2 separate regions of the Hordeum vulgare genome follow, and region 1 is linked to region 2. The links are chromatin contacts, called in public Hi-C maps. All regions are on one chromosome and are shown on one strand. Each heading gives the region's core, a stretch centred on a gene start, on an enhancer-like site or on the middle of the called end of the contact. The rest is flanking DNA. Distances are from core to core; before and after follow the strand shown. Region 1 holds the start of LOC123448839 (acetate--CoA ligase CCL3-like). Region 2 has its middle 8.7 kb from the start of LOC123446565.

The links. A called contact is a pair of places that touch in the nucleus more often than the background predicts.
Region 1: a Hi-C map of seedling shows a contact between it and region 2, with 2.0 times the contacts expected there. The contact joins the promoter of LOC123448839 here to the enhancer-like site in region 2. A contact is called at or near these places in 1 of 6 Hi-C or Micro-C datasets (seedling) and 1 of 1 datasets of contacts at active chromatin or transcription factors (embryo).

The regions. Positions count from the first base shown.
Region 1 is chr4H:432,204,901-432,208,515 of MorexV3_pseudomolecules_assembly, reverse strand. It overlaps LOC123448839 (acetate--CoA ligase CCL3-like), which reads right to left and starts at 1,832. Exons shown (of 3, transcript XM_045125861.1): 1 at 1,484-1,832; 2 at 1-563. The coding sequence starts at 1,735.
Region 2 is chr4H:431,984,522-431,988,043 of MorexV3_pseudomolecules_assembly, reverse strand. No RefSeq gene overlaps it. Among protein-coding and RNA genes, the nearest start is that of LOC123446565, 8.7 kb to the left of the region's middle. Within about 2 kb of position 1,908, at least 1 of the 3 cell types and tissues checked has open chromatin away from gene starts, as enhancers often do. A contact at or near this core is called in seedling, where this site is marked.

The DNA.
Region 1 (3,615 bases), core at 583-3,082, 220 kb before region 2:
AAGGCAGCCAACGCCCAAGTGTAACACCAACCATTACAATGGAACATAGGCAAAGTCCACAAGTAAACAGCCCCTTCAGGCATTCCCCACACCATAGCAACACTGAGTGCCATGAGGTAGGCGCCACGGTGGTGCAACACGACACCTTTTGGGCTTGAAGTAGTCCCAGAAGTATAACCTAAGGCAATGCTCTGCCATTCATCCTTCGGTGGCTTCCAGTTGAATTCTGGGTCACCGGTTTTCAGGAAATCCTCATACTCAATGGCCCCTTGTCCTAGAGCGTATTGTAGAGACTTAGGTTCACAGGTTGGATCGGCGATAACAATTAGGACTGGAGGCCGAAAATTCTGTTTCTTCTTCTCTGATACTATCTTCAGGGATTCTTCGGCTAGGGTGAAGAATTCTTGGTCCACCATCACAACTTCTGCCACGGAATGATCAAGAAGGAATGCGATCGTCTCAGCATTTAACCGGATGTTTATGCAGTTCACGACAGCTCCAGACATTGGAACACCAAAATGAGCTTCGTACACTGCGGGAACATTTGGAGCTACCACAGCAACCTAGTCAAGCAAGTAGAAAAACAAATAAGTACTGTCTAATACAAAAGTCTTAAAAGGCCACTGCAATATGCAACGAAGCTATGAACCATATAAAATCACAGCAGTTAAAAAATAGTCACAGGTATTGGTACAAATTATGACTTGGCAAACAAAAAATAAACCATCATTCCACATTCTTCTTTGGCGCTTACAGGAAAGATACGCCAGTATAATATCTTGGACAGAGACGAACAAGAAAAGAAAGAGATAAGCTTATCCCATTTGACCAGAAACAGTGACGGTTCCGTGTTTTCTTTGATGAGCAACGCTACTGAACTAGCGTGTGGTTAGGAGCACCCTTTTTTGGCAACATATACATATTAGGAGCATCCTTATAGAGGCTTGATCACATGTTTCCATCAAATTGGAAACAGTGACAGTGCTGTCTTATGCTTGTTCTTCTCATTTCGTTTGTTTTTTCAAACTATGGAGATCCCATGTTTCCATCCTACTGGAAATGAAAGGTAAACTTCTTGCAGTTCTGATGCCCCGCAAAACTAGAATAAAAGTTTACATTATTAAGTGGATCGTATCTCCCAATATATAGAAGAAGAAGAAAAAACAGTAGCATGCCTCCAACTATAAATATGGCAAGAAATTCAGTTCATAATGGTTCTTCTTCCCTTTAAGAGCCCCACAAATTACTAGTCCCTCGGACCCATATTAAGTGTTGCTGACTTAGTACAAAGTTGTACCAAATCAGCGGTAATTAGTATTGATCGAAGGGAGTAACTGAATGGAGGTCATACAACACAGAATCTACACCGACTCACAATCAGCTCTCTCGTGCTCGCTTGTTTGCCTCTCTAGACCAGAAAGGGGACAAAACATGGAGCTCTCTAGGAAGGAATTAGGAAGCAGGGGAGAGATTAGAGATTTACAGTGCTGCCGTGGCCGACAGATCGGCGCGCCAGTGCAGAGGCGAGGCGGCGGCACCGGCGGTAGGTCTCGGCCCAGGTGTACCGGACCGGGCCGTGCACGACGGACGCCCTGTCCGGCTGGGCCAGGGCGGCCCGCTCGAGGAACCAGAGCGGCGTCAGCGCCGTGTAGTTGGCGTCGTTCCGCGGGAGATCGTCGATGTCCGGCCCCGGCGCCCCGGATCCGAACCCATGCCCCGGCCCCTCTGAGCCCATCCTCTCCGCTCTCTCTCTCTCTCCTCTGCTAGGGAGACGACGAAGGCGACGAAACGGGAGTGTATCGAAAGCGTGAGACGAGAGTGTAGGTAGGTGTGACTGTGAGTTACGGCACGAGACGCCCAGTGCCATTTATAGTTCGCAGAGGTGTCCAGGTGGGTACGATCTGCGAATGGCCTGTACGCCGCGACGCCCGTCCGATCAAAGGGCGGACGCTGAGGATCGGACGAGTGTGGTAGGCGAGAGACTTTAATTTGGATTTCGCCACCTTCATGGAATGGGCTAAAGGCAGTCACTGAACACGGGGCCTGAGACTCTGCCCTGCTCGCAGTGGCCACGGCCCACGGGCCGTGCTTCCAAATAAGACCCGTCGGTCAGTAGCGTAGGTCTTTTTTGCGGCAAATCCTAAGGAGCAGCTAGTTATGGAGCTCTCCTTCCGAAACCTCCTAATAATCACTTCCACATAAGTTACTTAGCATATTCTTAGCCATTCTCAGGTGTCGCACTTTGAGCTTTTTTTCAGATTTCTTATTTCTATTTTTTTCACACGTGTTTTTGGTTTTTTAAATTGGTTTGTCTGAAATTCAAAAAAACTTGCGTGGAAAAATATATTTTTTGTGAGAAGCATGGTTTTGTTTTCTTAAGAGACACGATTTTTCAAAAAACACACATTTTTCTTTTTTACGAGAGACATGATTTTGCTTCCGTGAGAGACACAATTTTATTTTCGCGAAAGGCACGAACAAAAAACACATTTTCTGTTTTTTTAAGAGGCACGATTTTTCTTTCGCGAGTGGCATGGTTGTGCCTCTCGAAAACGAAAAAACGAGTTTTCTTCTTTTGCGTGTAAGGGGCCCAATTTTGCTTTCACGAGACATGCGGTTTTGCCTTGCGAGAGGCACATCTGTGTCTTTCAGAAACGAAAAACGTGTTTTTCTAGCCCAAGAGACACCGTTTTTTTGTCTGGATTTTTCGTAAAAAAGAGGTCATCAAAATCTATCAACATGGGGTTCTAATTTTTGAAGATGTTGACGCGACGAACCCAACGATGAAAACGGTTCGAGATTTGTACGTACGGCTTAAAAGATAAAACGTTTTGATAATACGCATCTACGAAAAAAGAAAAAAATTATTAAGCTGTTGTCGTAACCAAAGAAGATGGGAGTGATCTTTAGAAAGAAACTCCTTAATTAATAATTTCATAAATTCATATTTAATGCATCATGCGTTAAATTGTCAGAGTGTCCCATACGCGATCAACCAAGACGGGTCGGCCCATTAGAAGCTCCATCGATCCCGACTTTGAGGGGAGCTCCTAAGAAAATCCTATTTACCGCTCTCTGCGAGAGGCTTCGCACAGAGCGGGCACGATATTTGGGTTGGCCCAGGTAGCGAGGGTGCCGTGCCTGGTTTTGGTAACCTTCTAGAGGTTCCAACCTTTTTTCGGTTTTGAGAAACTTTTAGAAGGTTTCCTAAACCGTTTTTTTTCTATTTCTGTTTTTGTTTCTTTTTTTGGTTCAAAATTATTTTGGATTTTGAAAAAATATTTTGAAATTTAAAAGAGCGTTCAAAAATTTCAAAAATGTTCCGGAATTTCAAGAAATTTTCTGGAAATTGAAAAAAGTTCCAGAATCTAAAAAAATGTTCCGGAATTAAAAAAATGTTCCAGAATTGAAAAAAGTTCCGGAATTGAAAAAATGTTCCACAATTTGAAAAAAATTTGAAATTTGAAAAAATGTTCTGGAATTTGAAAAAATGGTCCGAAATTTGAAAAAATGTTCCGGAAGTTGAAAGATGTTCCGGAATTTGAAAAAATATTCTAGAAAAAATGTTCCCTATTTTAAAAATAGTTCATGTTTTCAAAAAATACTTTAAGAAAT
Region 2 (3,522 bases), core at 659-3,158:
ATCCCTCTTTCTCCATAACTCCAACGATGAGATAGTCGTGGGCCTTGGCACCGGCAAGTGGCGGTTCCAGGACGGGCTGCCGGAGGATTGTGGCGACGCTACCCTCTAACTCCAGGGTCGTCATCCTCATCGGTGGGAGGTTCCCCGTAGAAGGTGGAGATCGTCATCTCCTCTAGCGACGAGGAGCACCAGCCGATGTAGTAGCAGCACACTGGTGGTGCAGGCCCAGGTGTATGCCACCACATACGAGGAGCATGAGAATCAGATTGAGCTAATGCTCCGTCGCTCCGTCCTCCACCTGAACGACTTGGTGGTGCCACTCGGGACACTCCTTCCCGTGAAGCCAGAGTTGTCATTCCCTCCTCGTGCTCCGCCGCGCAACCGCAACGTCCAAATCGGACACCGCGTGAAGGAGGATACCCTCTTGCTTCCGCACCGAAGCGTGAAGGAGGAGCGGATGTCTCCACCTCCCTGATGCGTCAAGGAGGAGCGCCACTCGATGTCACCCCTACCCAATGTGATCGCAGTGAAGGTGCGCGGGCGCATTCTCCATTATCTTGGTTGGGGCGACGACAACTATTCGTCACCCCAGAGCGCCATGACGACGCATGAGTATGCCGACAGGGAGCAACGACAGCGGGACATGCGCAATGCGGCGCACTGATCCAAGTTTGCGGACTCCAATCATCCCGCATTCACACATCGCGACGAACCCGGACCTCGCATGGCCCTTGACCCTTCCATGACGATGCCAGAGACGACCAAACATCGTCTCCTCCGTTTCGATGTGGAGATGGGCATGTACAGCGAGGCGTGGTCTTTGAGCAAGATCGTCGCCGCCAACAGTTCCTCCTCCAAGGGCCGCCACCCTCTACCCCAACCCACGTCCTCGGTGGCCACGGCCGCACCACACACGGTGCAAGAGGAAGCGGAGAGGATCATCTGGAGCATCTGGACGTGAATTTGGTGCTCTCAGATATGCGCACGCGCCAAATAATTTAGTAATTCAAAAAACAAATCTTACTTGGAATCATATAAGATCAATCATTGTATTTGGGCAAAAAGTTTGGCCAAGAAATAATTGACATAGACTACAGGGGCCAAAAAACAAATCTTTGACAACAATCAATAATGCTTGTATATAGCGCTTTTTTGCGAATCTTTAACCCAAGATTTTTTCTAATTGCTAAATCATTTTTGTATATAGGGTGCGCTTGTATATGAGAGCATGATGTATTTCTTCATATGCATGTTAGTACTTATTCAGTATGACTAGCATTATACTCCCTCCGTTTCGAGATTTCATATGGACAGTAGACGAATATATATAAACATATTTTAAAGTATAGATTCACTTATTTTGTTTTATATGTAGCCTGCAGTGAAATCTTTTTAAAGACTTGTATTTAAAAACGAAGGTAGTAGTAGATTAGTAGTACTACTAGGGTTTAAATCCTGATCCATTTATTATTTCTAGATTTATTTTAGGATTTCTGATGATATGCTTTGAGTAGGAGGAGACGTTTTCGACGATGACGAAAAGTTTACGATGACTTCGTAAGTCTCAAGATGATTCAGTGGCTCAGTCTTTTAAAAGTGTTTGTAGAGATAAAATGCGTGTATATGCATTTATAGAGGTAAGTGTGTGATATAAACGTTTGAGTTTGTACTATGTTAAAAAGAAAACTACCCACGACCATCCCCAATCAAAGAAGAAAGGTCAAATCAAAATTTGGCACGAGCATGCCCTAAAAAAATGTTGGCACCAGCATGAGTTTTGTTTCTTCCGGGGTCTAGCTGCATGCTCAACAGCTCAAGTGAGGCCAAGGAGCGACAGAATGGGGTGCGACTTGAGCGTGGCCAACTTGCTGCCGTAGCGACGGTGGTCGATAGGAATTCATGGTGGCTTCGGTTTGGTCGGAGAGGGATGTGCACCAACCAGGTTAATAAGCACGAAGCTTCGATCTGCAGGAGACATGCTGAATTGCTGATAAATCTAGTCCAAGTAATAACTCGTCATCTCCTTGGACCAGCCGGCACTTGTATTCTTGTAATCTAATCCAGTTCGACCAACCGGCGTCCGGGTTGGTCGGAACCGACTCTCCCGCTGTTTGAAAAGGACACTTCGCTTCTTGCTCAAGCGATTCTGTTGCTCTGCACGCATTAGTTCAAGTGTCATGCACACATATTCTAGATGTACTGTACTATATATGGTCTTGCAAACATACGATACGACCAGAAGGAAAGAAAATCTAAAGAAAGATCTGCTTGCATTAGAGCATTTACAGTCAAATGATACATCATAAATCCGCACACGTATTCGGTGAGTGACTGGAAAAAAAAGGAAATAAATGATCCAATCAGATCTCTCATATCATGTCCAGGCTATTCATGAACCATCGTATCCATCTTAAATATGAAGAGCATATGAGTGCTCGCGGACGCGCTCCGACACCCGATCAGTCTGTCACACAAGACACAACTCCATCCCGGATCATTTTTATTTTTTCTTTATTCATTCATTCTTTCTTCCTCTTCCTCTACATCAATCACGTGTAGGTGGTCGAACATATGAAGACAAAAAATGAAGAATGTGCTTACGCGGACGGACAATACGGAACACGTTCGGTCACTGATCAGACATGTCCACGGACGTATTGAGGGCTGAATTTGTAAGTTTCGACTATAGATACTTTAGTTATGTCATCGTACTGGTTTCCTTGGTTAGTTGTAACCTTGCAACAAAACATGTGGTTAGTGTTTAGGTGATTGCTTGTCAGTAGCAGTATTCCCTTTGTAATATATGGCGTAATGCATGTGGAATGACACTTATTTTGATTAAGCACTGTACGTCTCTACGTGTGACGTTAGTTTGACCAAATGAACTAAACTTGATAGTCCATACGTATACAGAGTTGTGGACTGCCAAATGCACCTGCCAAACTCAGCATCCATACATGATTTTCTTTGACTGGGCACAAGAAAAATATATACATGTTCATCTCGTAAGCGTCATATCATGAAGAAAGGTTTTGTTCGGTGGACCACCGCCGACACTCCGATCGGAACAATCACCGACGCTCGAGGTGTTCCAGAGTAACAACAGTAAACAGTATTTTAAGCCAATCTAGCACGGCGGGGCATATTCGTAGGCAACATTTTTTTATACTCTCTCTCTTAAAATAAACGTCTCAACTTTATACTAAAACTAGTATAAAGTTATATTAAACTTAAGATATTTATTTTAGGATGAAGGGAGTACTATACATGCATAAATGCTCATACACATACGCACATTTAGTTTTATAAAATGACACACGCATTATTTTTATGAAAACCTTCGAGACTAAGCTGTTATATTATTTCGATATTAACAAAATTACCATACACATCTTCATAGTCAACATGAATGTCTACTTCCATGAAACTCACATTGTCGAAAGGCATTAAAAAAATCAAAAAAATGCAAACATCAGTATCAAATCTAAAATTTCAACTTTGATGGGCTAGGAATATCACTGT